2 separate regions of the Mus musculus genome follow, and region 1 is linked to region 2. The links are chromatin contacts, called in public HiChIP or PLAC-seq maps. All regions are on one chromosome and are shown on one strand. The core of a region is the stretch at or near the end of the contact, and the rest is flanking DNA. Distances in the headings are between cores, read along the strand shown.

Region 1 (6,492 bases), core at 21-2,520, 340 kb before region 2:
TATTAACATCTATCATACTTTAGGCATGGAAGTTTAGCAGTAATGCATAGTTAGTGATATGTGCTGAACATCTTTCAATCTTATGTATGCATTTTAGATACCAAAACTTTAATTTTGAAAGTCAGTGATCTCTGTGGTGGCCAAGGATGCTTTAACTCTATTAAATATAACTGCCACTGGTCAGCAACTCACTACATAGAAACATTCTGCAATCCACATACTGACAAGTTGATAGGTTAGTGAAGCATAATTGTCTATATTCACAAAAAGGCAAATAAATGATGGAATTGGCTTCTCCTAACTAAGGTGATAGGCAGTGAGGTGCCAACCTCTAATTGCCCAAAGAGGGAAGATATTTGTCTAGAGTTTACCAAGGTCTTCAGAGAACAACTTTTTAACTAGCCTCCTTTGAGAAGAGATGTCTAGGAGGTTGCCATCTGCTTCAAACAAACTCTCCACTAAACCCTTTGCTTTCAATATCATCTCTTGCAGAGAGACAGAGACAAAGATACAGAGACAGAGAGACATAGACAGAGAGAGAGTGTGACAGGGACAGGGAGGGAGGAAAACCTTAAGATCTATCCTGCTTCATGTGACTACAAGGCATTGTGCAGTTTCAGATCCAACAAATGCCAGCACCTAAACCAGGTGCACATTCAAGAGTCTGTGTGCCACAAGCTGCCTTTGCCTCTGCTGCCATCTAGCCAGAACAGGATCCTAAGGGTGGAATGACCCTGTTCCCATGGTCAACTGCAAGCCACATAAGACCTAGCACCTGGCCAAATGGTGACAAATGTTTCCTGCGTCCAGTCTAGTAAACTCTCATTTGTGATTTAAAAAAAAAAAAAAAAAAAAAAAGGCATGGTCTAGTGAGCAGCTAGAGAGAGGACCAGGTGTCACTGGAGAAAGGTTTCTTGCTTGAAAGAATATGTGGGTCCTGGCAAGGACACAGCCCTCCTTGGCCTTGAGAGGATCACAGCAAACAGGCTTAACCAAGAGCCCTCCTCCAGACCCTTGCAGCTGGCTGGAAAATGAGCGTGACAGTAAACATGTGTTGCTTCTCTTGGGACCTGACTAATCAGATTACCTGCCTCAGATACATACCAGGGAATTTATGGTGAGGCCGTTTGGAAATTAAGCTCTCTGAAAGGAGGAATGGTTTATCACCATTGTTTGTTAGGGTCTAAAATTACTCTGCATACCTCACCGTCATACAGAGCAGAACATCTCTCACTCTATTGTCCCCTGCTGCAGAGGAGCTAACTGCCAGCCTCGGCTCTTGTCAAGGAGCCCAAACATTATCATTCAAAGGCTGTATTTACAAATGGAGCAGGACGGCAGTAAAACCGATGACCTTGCTGCTTCTGGAATCTCATAAAAAGTTTCCAAGCTGCTCCTCCCCAGAGCAAATAAGGGTGTTGCAGTTGCTAGTCCTCTGGCGGCGCTCCAGCTGGGGCTATTACATTCCTCCCTCATAAACTTTCCTCTGAGCTCTGAATACAGACTTGCCTGCTTGTCTGGGTGCTTAACTCTGGAAGTGCTGCTGTGTTTAGAGCATTTAAAGCGAGATGTAGGAGCAAAGTAGAAGAAAAACAGGGAGAGCGAGAAAAGAGGTGACTGGACACTCCGCTGTGGGCCAGGCACCGCACGGTTTTCTCATTCAAGCTTTGTAACCTATTCACATTGCATTCACCCATGTTCCCATGCCTGGAAGGCTTGAAGGACTGAGACTGGCATGTTTTGTTTCGATACAATGGGCATTGGTGCATGCATGCGTGTGTGTGTGTGTGTGTGTGTGTGTGTGTGTGTGTCCCTTTGACCGACACAATCTAGATTGCCTGCTGATATGGGCAAGGTGGAGGAAAGTCAATGAGAGCGATGAGTCAGAGCAGGGCTTCTGAGAACCTATTGTTTTACTGATGAAGAGAATCTGTCTTAGCTGACAGGTGTCTTTTGCCCTTTCCCCTTCTTACCTCTTTGAACAAGGATGTAGGGATTAGAGGAGCAGCCTTCACTTCATGATCAAAGTGGGGAGGTCCCAAGCAGAAAGACAGCAGAGACAACGCATGGATAGTCTTTGAGAGATTCTCAACTCCAAATCACGAATGCTCAAGTTTACTAGTAACACACACACACACACACACACACACACACACACACACACACACACACACACACACACGGGAGGAGAGATTCTTTATAGTGGTAGAAAGACTAAAAGGAATACTTAACTCTACAGTCTTTGCCTACTGGTATCCTAGTGATCCTGGATGTGCACTCAACTTCCCTTGCGCAGGGAGAGACATTTTTCAAACAATAGGAATGGCAAAGGGTGACAGAATTCCTGAGCTGCAACCATGTGTGTTCTGTAAGACTTATTTAATAGCAGATACAGTCTAGAGAGCTTTCTGGCTAATGAGAGAGCAAGCAGCCCACGAACCACATAACTCTTCCTTATGAGAGAAGCTGATGTGACAAGGAACTGTGGGAAGCATCAAGGAGTGAAGGTCAGCTGGCCCCAGACAGGCGGAAGCTGCTCTCAATCCCTTCTCTGAGGATTCTTCACTAAAGAGGCCTCCAAATGAAAGTGCAGCCCAACCGATACCTCCAGTGCAGCTTTGTGAGAGCCTGAATGAAGGACTCAGTGCAGACACCCAGACTCCAAACCCACAGAAACTTAATCAGTAACTGCTGTTTAAAGTCACTCAGTTGATGGTAGTTCATTATGCAGCAATATGACATTGAACACACTCCTTGATTCTACTATAGCGATCTTATATGCAGAAAAATGAAATATGTTTGGTGGATACACAAAAGATCAATATTAGAGGTCTCCACAAAGTGCTGAGGGCTGCAAGTTGATGCTAAGAGAAGGTAGGGATTGAGGACTGTTATGGGTTAAAAAGAAAACCAGATTTTTAATTTTTAATTCTTTGAATGAACACTCTCATTCAAAAGGCTTTTAGAAGGTGGCTAGAGATATGTCTCAGGAGCAAAGAGTACTGACTACTCCTCCAGAGCACCCATATTCAATGCCCAGCACGCACATGGCAGGTCACGAGCATCTGTAAGACTCGACATCCCATCTGGCCTTCAAGAGCACTATGTACTGGCATGATGCGCAGACATACATGCAGACACACATACACATAAAACAATATTTTTTGTTTTTGAAAAGGCTTTTAGGTGATATAGCTGTACTGGTAACCCATCTGTCTGGCATGCACAAGGCCATGAGTTTAATCCCCAGCACAGCATAAATCAAGCACAGTGTCACACAAACAGTCAGAAGGTAGAAGTGGAGCCAGGAGAGTTAGAAGTTCAAGGTCATCCTCAGCTAAACAGTGATTCAAAGCTAGCCTAGGCTGAAAGAGACCCTCCAAATTAAAATACTTTTAACAGTCAGGTGATAATGAACTAGAACAGAAATAAACTGTTAACTAACCCTGTGGGTACACCTTTGACTGATCTAAGGCAGGAGAATAGGCAACCTTTTTCTGTTTACGGTTTCTAGAGTAGCTGGGAAGTTTCTTAACTTGAAAGTAGCAAAAACAGCTGGCATCTCTGAACATTCACCATGTGGGGGCTGCCTGCATCAAGCCTGTTTCTTAAATTATCTTTACCTTTGCATTTATCCTACAAGGTGGGACCAAACACTCTCCCACAGGATGCTCAAGAAAACTGAGATTTAAAGAGGCAAAGTGGCAGGCCAGTAGGGGGTAGGACGCAAAAGCCAGCTATCTAAGGTGTTTAAACACTGCCCTATTCATCAGGCTGCAAAAGACGGAAAATAGTAACAAGAAAGGGGAAGAAACCCTTTCCTATACTCCAAATGCCTGCAGGAAAAACCACAAACAACTTTTGATGTCCTTCCTAACACAACAGTAGAACAGACAAATGTATACTGTGTTCTTCCAGTTAATATGCTATAAGCTGTGGTGTGTGTGCGTGCGTGTGTGTGTGTGTGTGTGTGTGTGTGTGCGCGTGCGTGTGTGTGTGTGTGTGTGTCTTCCAAAGGTTCTGCACTCATCAACTGTATATTCCATTACTTGGACATACGATAACTTACCAAGTTCTTCCCCAGATAGCAGGTAATGTAAGATGATTTCTATTTAGAGCCATTGGGAATAAAGCTACATTCAGCTACTTTGCACATGTTTTGTCTGTACTTTGCGTTTCTGTATTAGGGGCCAGTGGAAAAGGCTCAGTGAGTAAGGACATTTGTTGCCAAACCTCTTGATGCAAGCTCAATCTCCAGGACTCATGAAAAGAATCAACTTCCAAAAGCTGTCCTCTGGCCTCCACACATGCATCTTAGCATACAGAACATGCACCTACACACAGACACACAGACACACACACACACACACACACACCCTAACATATCACACCAAAAAATTAATACTCGAGTCTCCTGCTTAAGACTGAATCCTCTAAGTGGCTGAATCCAAAAAGATACTCATATTGAAGGGACTGACACTTGATATCGTCCTTGGCTCTAATACAAAGTTACTTCTCTGAAGCTTTGAAGACAAGAGAAGGAAACTTGTTTATCTTGTGTATATGTCTATAGGTCAATTTCTTCATAAGTGACACAGGGACTATTCCCTTAGAGGGCTGGATTTTTACTGCCATCTAGAGTATAGGCCTTCTTCCAGATGCCATAAAATTCAAAGTTAATTATTGGTGAACCCTGTAGTGTTTGCTTTCTACAATGTCTCACCACCATGGCCTCAGCCCTTTTTATAGGTTCTTAAATCAATAGAGTCCGAAATAATGTCATCTACTGTGGGCAGACTCTAGCTTCTTCCCATGTTCTTCATTCTCATTAGTATCTACCATATTTCCCATTTTTCCCATGATGTTCAAAAAGTTGCCAGTCATAAGCACAAAAATATGTTATTTATTAAAGCCATAATTGAGGGGGAAAAATTCACTGCAATGCTGAATGACCCAGGAAAACCGGTTCTCATTCCATCTTGTACTGGTGTGTTTTCAAGTAAGGTGACAGGCCCAGCCATGAGAATGGAAAGGGATTTTAGGAAGCAGATCGTGAAGATAGCTGACATTTTCTAGACACTGTGTGTCATATACCAGGCTAAGGGATCCGCATGGATTATTTCCTGGCATTTTTGTGAGTATGATAAATAGTCAAGTTTTAAGTTTCCATTTCTCTCTGAGTCAAGTTGAACTTCAATTTATTAAGCTCCGGGCAAGCATTCTTTATTATTTTTATTTGAATTATGTTGTCATCCAGTAAATTGCAGCAAATCAACATCAGTAAAAATGTCTATGCCTGGAGAAAGGACATTTTGGCAGCATGGCCACACAATGGCAGGGCAAGCTACCCAAGACTTGCTCTGCAGAAGTCTTACTGAGTGTTCAGCAACCCCCTGGGGAGCAGAACAACAACTGTAAGCTTAGCCATTTGGTCCAGCACTAAATATCTAATGGGAAACCTTGATACCCAACAAATGAAGTAATCCTGGTTCCACTTCTGAGAACTCAAGCAGATCCCTCAGCATAGAGGTGCACTATGCAGGGGGGGGGGGGGGGACAGTGATAGGGAAAGGCCACCTGGTGTGAGTCTAGGGCTTTCCTGAGCCAATGAAAATCAAAAGAGGGTGGTGTAGAATAGAGCTTTTTTTCAGTAGGAACCTTATAATGCAAAGATGTAGAAAACAGAGAAAGTAGCTCTCAAGGGCTGAGAATGGACGGAACACAAAGTTCTAAAGAAGAGAGTTGGCAAAGGTGAATCTGAACAGGTCAGCCAGGGGTCAGCCAGGTCAGGATCTGGGGTCTGGTGAGGCCAGATTAAGATTCACCAAGTTTACTGTTCACTTATATCTGTTACTTGCTGACAATGGGAGGCCATGAGAGGTCTTGCCTGAAGTGACAGATACCAAGCATGAGGCTAAATGGCCTGTGGACACAATCAATATTGAGATTCGGAATTCAGGGTGCAATGCTTGTCTCCCAGTGTGTGCTGAACACACTTGGGCTCAGGAGCAAACAGCTAGCTAATCCTGAAGTTGAAATGTTCACAAAGCAGGTGAGATTGACTGGAGTCTTGAAGGACAAGAGTAACAATTGCCATGCCAAGTGTCAAATGACTTGCTTTCCTCTGCAGTCTCCTATTACCATACGCTGACATCTTAGGAATTTATCATGTGCATTAAGAAGCACTTGGGAATGCTTCGAAATTCATACCTCTACCTCTCCTTTGTAAGTAATTAATTTGTTATTGGTTTTTTTTCTTTTTGGATTTTTGGGTATTTTGTTCCTTTGTTTTTTGTTTTTTGAGAAAGGGTGTCTCTATGTAATCCTAGCTGTCTTGAAAATTCATTACGTAAGAACAGGCTAGCCTTGAACTCACATAAATCCTCCTGCTGGGATTATCCACACTGCACTTTTTCTTATCTTTGTAAGTGGTATGTGTTCATAGGATAATTCGAGCTACCTTTCCAATTCATGTGGCAGAAATCATCTCCT
Region 2 (6,221 bases), core at 1,440-3,939:
ACTTATGTCATTGAACGTGGGGTAAGTCAAACTAGTGTCTAACTAGAAACGTGACCCTTACTCCCATTGACAATTGCTCATGGTCCTGGAAGGTCTGCATGCCACCAGAAGAGAAAGGTGATCATCAGTATCATCCACTACAAACTCTACAACCTACAACGGTGACCTGCCTGCAAGATGGAGTAGTGGCACAAATGTTATGGGGGTAATGAACCACTTTTAAAAATTGCATTAAAGCCCACCCCATGAGATGAAACCCATACCTGATACTGATAAATTGGCCAAAAACCTGACACAAGATAAGAGATATGACTAGATGGAAACCTGCTACTATTGTTGTGCTAAAGGAACACAGGAATACACTAATGCCTCAGGATAGACACACTGCTGTACCTGTAGATCAGTGCTTCATTCAGCCTTCATCAGAGAAACTTCTTGCTGTCTATGGGAATTAACACAGAAACCACAACTGGACAATGTGGAGAGAGTGAGAGAACCTTTGCAACATTCATTCCTAAATGGGATGTCTTCATCAAAGCTTTTCCTTCCTTCAGGATTCTAGGACCTATGCAGAAAAGAAGTCAGAAAGAGGGTAAGAGCCAGAGGTGGTGTAGAACTCCAAGACACAAGAGGATCTATATTCATGTGAACTCACAGGGAGATTGTGACAGTAAATACTCAAGACCAGCACGGGTTCAAACCAGATGGGGTTCTAGCATTGAGAAGTAGAAAAAGACATGGGGTTACACCCTAACAAAGAAGCTATCTGCAACTGTCAAAGAGAAAATCAGTTTTCTCCAATGAAATCTTAATGGGTATATCAACCACATTCCAGTGTAGGCTCTGTGCCTAGGAGTATCTGGCCAACACAAAATCAGCTCTGTGGTATTTTTATGGAGCTTTTACTTCGTTTTGCTTTATTTTGACATGTTTTATCTTACTGGTGTTTTGTTTGTGTACTGGCTATTTTTATGTCAACTTGAAACAAACAAGAGTCATCAGAGAGGAGGAAGCCTTAATTGAGAAAATGCCTCCAAAAGATCTGGTTGTAAGGCATTTTCTTAATAATGGGGGTGGGGGTGGGGGCAGTCCATTGTAGGTGGTGTCATCCCTGGACTGGTGATCCTGAGTTCTATAAAACAAACAAACAAACAAACAAACAAAAATAGGCTGAGCAAGCCATGGAGAGCAAGCTTGTAAGCTGAACCATGGCCTCTGGACCAGCTCCTGTCTCCAGGTTCCTGCCCTGTTTGAGTTCCTGTCCTGAGTTCCTTCAGTGATGGAAGTGGAAGTGTAAGCTGAATAAACCCTTTCCTCCCCAACTTGCTTTTGGTCAGGTTGTTTCATACAGCAATAGAAACTTTAGTGAAGACAACTTCCTTGTTTTGTTTTTAACCCCTCTCTCTCCCCCTCCTTCCTTTTAAAAAATAAAATAAAAGAGAAAGAACATGAAGTTGGTTGGATAGGGAGGTGGATAAGATCTCAGAGGAGTTGGGGGAGGGGTAAACATGAACAAAATATATTGAGTGAAAAGTTTCTTTTCAATAGGAACAAGTTAAAATGAAAAAAAAAAAAACCCTCAGTGTCCAGATTATACTCCCACCAAATATGACGCTCCAGCCATTGGAGGGTTAAATTCCCAGTGATTCCCAATAGTAAGCCTAGGTCATGAAACTTGGCTTTAGACTAGAGCTTTACAACTTATTTTCCAGATCTTTTTGCAGAGGAGGTGGAGAAGAAAGAATATAAGTTAGAAGGGAGGAACAATAATAATAACAGCAACAATAAACAACAACAAAAACAAAACTAAAACCAAAACAGAGCTCAAGTCCTGACTCTTATGTTGGAAATCTCTCCTCTATCTGAGCTTCAGTGTTCATTTTATAAAATAGAGAAAGTAAGCACTATTAGCCATCAGGAATATGATGCAGATCAGATGGGGTAATGAATGTGAAATATCCAGCAACCACTTAGCTATTCTCCAGTCCTACCTTCCCCCCCTCAAGTTCATTCAAACACTTTACCATTTCCCTGTGTCTTCATATTGTGCCCTCATTTTTAGTGGTAGTGGTGAGGTCCCTGTGTCCTCATTTTTGGAGGGAGTGGAGTTTAAGGTAAGGTTTTTCTATGTAGCCTTGGCTACACAGAACTCACACCGTATTGTAGACCAGGTTGGCCTTGAACTTACAGACATCTCTGTTTCGCAAGTGCTTCCATCAAAGACATTTGACCCCACTGCCCAGCTATACTGAGTCCTTTTATGAGCAAAGTTTCCATTTTTGGTTGTAAATGGAATTAGAAATGGAGCTTCAGAAGTGTTCACGAATGAAATACAGTCTAGAAACTGGGGCTGTGTTCTCAAGACAACTTCGTGCTGTTGCTATTGCTCTGCTCAGCCCTCTGAACCCCAGAGTTATGGATCTGCCAGTTTGCTGAACGTTTACTCAGAAGGGCAATTTCATTGCAAGAGAACATTTCAGCTCTTACTATTCACCTTCTGAATCCCTCCATCCGGCTCGCTGAGTTCCCCTGAATGTGCCCCCAAGCACCTCTTGTTTAGTCTCATTCAGCAAATTAAGGAAAGTTCCAGGATGTTTTCTTATTTGGCAAGTGCTGAGTTCACTGTAACCCAGGCCTGCCAGAGAACAAATAAACCCCACACCACACACACCCACTCCCTTGACTGACACTTGGTACTGGTTAGAACAGAATCTTCTAATATTAGGAATGGTAGCGTGAGGATCGTTTCATAACCACAAACACAGCAAAACTATCGTGAAATTAAGCATGACTCATTGTCAAAGGAACACGAGTCATTGGATCAACTCCCCAGGTTGCTCAAATGGGGACAAGTTCTCCACCAAACTCACAGTCGGCTATTAGTCTTCCCTCTAATTGATAGTTATTTCTGAAAGTGCCTTGACCACACACACTGATTTATTTTTAAACCTCTCCTAATTCCTTCCTCACTGAGTAACACTATTTTGGCAAGCATCATTCTCTTATTTCCTATATATTTAAATATCTTTTTAATTAAACTAGACTGTGATTTGAGAATATAGATTATCTTAATGCATACTATCTTAATCACGGGAAACCTGACACACTGCAGGATCTAGTAGATATAAGTTAAATGTATTGTATATTCTTTATCCATGAGCAAGGGTTGTTTCTAGCAAGGTAAAGAACTATGTTTATCTTATTCCTTGGGATTCGGTGATCGAATACATTTTTTGCCATGATATAGCCACAGATGAATGGTGGGAAGAGTGAAGTGTTCGGGGGGAAGGAGAAAGGATGAACAAAGGAGAAAAGAAAAGAGGGTCTAGTGAGTATTATATAGTATTCTAGCTTCTAGAGATAAAAAAAAAATAAATTGAGCTACCTACAATATGTGTTCTTGGCGTGTTCATGTGCATGCCTGTGTATTTCAGGAGAAGCAATGAAAAAGGAAATAGGTAAGTGCCGTAGAACTGTTGGATGATGATAAACTCTGCAAAGAGAAATTAAGGCAGTAGAGCCTTGGGTGGAGTGTGGGCTGTGGGAATGTTAAGCAAGTCCCTGAGGTAGAGAGAAACTAGAGACTTTGCAGAAAGCCTTCAGCCCTCAGGCATTAGCAGGGCAGGTGAGGGCAGAGCAGAAGAGAATGAAAAATCCCTTTCTGCTGGTAGACAAGCTTGAGGGGAGAGAGCTTTAAATTTTATTTTATTTTATTTTTTTTTGGATGAGTGTTTTCCCTGCATGTATGTCTATGTACCATTGGCGTAGTTGGTATTCACGTAGGCCAGAAAGCATGTTAGATCCCTTGGAACTGGAGTTACAGACAATTGTTAGCCACCATGTGGGTGCTGGAAACTGAAGCTGGGTCCTCTGCAAGACCAGTGAAGTGCTCTCCTGTAAAGCTGACTTTAAAATCCACACAAGAAGACTGTATGGCATGAGCATGACCCTTAGCATACTGCATTCTGTGCTTGGAACTTGCTGAGAGGATGAATCTTAAATTTTAACACATACAAGTAGAAACACTATAGTGGTGACCATTAAACACATCATTTTTGATTTTGTTTGTTTTTGTATTTGGTCATTACATCCGAATACAACTTTTGAAAGCTTAAAAAATAATTCAGAAAGGCAAAGAAACCTAATTATCCCAAACAATCTGGGGAAAAAAAATTAGGAGCAAGTGCATACAAGGACTCATTAGCCATTCAGGAGAGAAAAATTAGAGTGGAAATAAAGGATAGCTAATTTAAAAGTAAAATAAAAACTACTGGTGAATAGGGGTAAGAGTGCAGGACAGGGGCTGCAGAGTGGCTTGGTGGCTAAGACCCATTGCTTTTGTAGAGGACTGGGATTCAGTTCCCACACTTACAAGATGGTTTACAACCCTTCACAAACTGCAGTTCCAGGGGATCTTATGCGGTGTTCTAAACTCTGCAGACACCAGGTATACATGTATGCATACATACATGCAGGCAACTTATTCATATGCACAAAAAACCCCACAACAATAAAACAAATATAAAAGTTTTTAAAAAGAATGCAGAGCCATTGGCTTTCACCAGTCACAAAGTGCAATAACCGTTCCGACACTCAGGTAGCATTCCTACCAGGTTTAAGTTATGGAGTTCCAGCCGGGCGTGGTGGCCCACACCTTTAATCCCAGCACTTGGGAGGCAGAGGCAGGCGGATTTCTGAGTTCGAGGCAAGCCTGGTCTACAGAGTGAGTTCCAGGACAGTCGGGGCTACACAGAGAAAAAACCCTGTCTCAAAAAACCAAACAAACAAACAAAAAAGTTAAGGAGTTCCATGGTACTTGCTTTGTAGAAGTAAAAATTTATGTACACCCAAACTCTTACTGTAAACACATGTGCCAATTTTACTCACAGTTACCAAAAAGTAGAAATAGCAAAATGCTTTTCAGCAAGTGAACATGTGATGTGGGTAGTTCTGTCTGTACAGTGGGTACATCTTAGCAGTAACAGACGGAACAAACTATGGAGAAGATAAACCAAGTCAATCTGAAATACTCCAAGAGAACCAGCTGAAAGGTGTTATACACTGTGCAAGTGCACCCTATACAGAAACAGTGGTGTTAGGGACATATTGGCCATTTCCAGGAATCAGGGGAAAGAGATTGAGGCCTTCTAAACCTTGGTCACTTCTATCTCCTAGAATATTCTTGCTCATTTATCACTGGGTGGAGGAGATGGAGAATCAGAAGAAGGGGGCATGGATTATATGCTTATTAATTTATAAAACTAACCATATAAATAAATGTTATGCATTTAGTTTTCCCTGCTGTGAATTGAGGGATTTATGAGTGTTGAAAATGTTATATATGGTGTACTTAGAGCACTAAACAAGATATTTTGCAAACATCAGGTTTCACTTTTCGATTATTAATTGGGAATTTGGCTCTGGATTCTGTAAGGAAGGGTCAACTGTAGTATCAGCCAAAATTTTAGATGCAAATTGTTCTTGTCTTTTATAGATTGGTCTTCTTGCAGCTTAAACTGCCATGGCTTATTCCTTGGATGGAATTACAGAAATAATCATAAATGTAGCACATTTACAGAGCTTGAATAAAATTTTGGTAAAATACAGGGCTTAAATGACATACACACTTATATATTGAGTATTTCCAGTGGAGATGTTTGTCATGTGCCTATCTAGAACTCAGAAGATAGTCAGGTTTAAGAATTCCATTTAGGCAACCATGAGTATTGATGAGATTATCTATGAGCAGGAAATAAGAGGTAAAGACTGGATCTCAGGTTTACAAAGCTTTGAGGAAAAATGAGAGGAGGAACCCATTGAGTAGATGTGAGAGGAAGGGAAGTACAGTGCTCCAAACCAGAAAGAGAAGTCCAGAACTCCAAACTAGAACATTCAGCAAGAAGTCAGTTTGGAATCACACGTGTTTGACAATGAGTAGGTCATTGGTGTCCAAAGCATTTTTTTTTCCATTTTTTATTAGGTATTTAACTCATTTACATTTCCAATGCTATACCAAAAGTCCCCCATATCCACCCACCCCCACTCCCCTGCCCACCCACTCCCCCTTTTTGGCCCTGGTATTCCCCTGTACTGGGGCATATAAAGTTTGCAAGTCCAATGGGCCTCTCTTTCCAGTGATGGCCGACTAGGCCATCTTTTGATATATATGCAGCTAGAGTCAAGAGCTCCGGGGTACTGGTTAGCTCATAATGTTGTTCCAC

What was found. HiChIP or PLAC-seq counts read pairs in DNA pulled down with a chosen protein or histone mark.
Region 1: a FOXA1 HiChIP or PLAC-seq map of pancreatic cancer cells shows a contact between it and region 2. The contact joins two enhancer-like sites.

What each region holds. Positions count from the first base shown.
Region 1 is chr2:110,187,394-110,193,885 of GRCm38.p6, reverse strand. No RefSeq gene overlaps it. Among named protein-coding and RNA genes, the nearest start is that of Gm22997, 27 kb to the left of the region's middle. Within about 2 kb of position 1,270, at least 142 of the 459 cell types and tissues checked have an H3K27ac peak or open chromatin away from gene starts, as enhancers often do. A contact at or near this core is called in pancreatic cancer cells, where this site is marked.
Region 2 is chr2:109,852,324-109,858,544 of GRCm38.p6, reverse strand. No RefSeq gene overlaps it. Among named protein-coding and RNA genes, the nearest start is that of Lin7c, 35 kb to the left of the region's middle. Within about 2 kb of position 2,689, at least 20 of the 459 cell types and tissues checked have an H3K27ac peak or open chromatin away from gene starts, as enhancers often do. A contact at or near this core is called in pancreatic cancer cells, where this site is marked.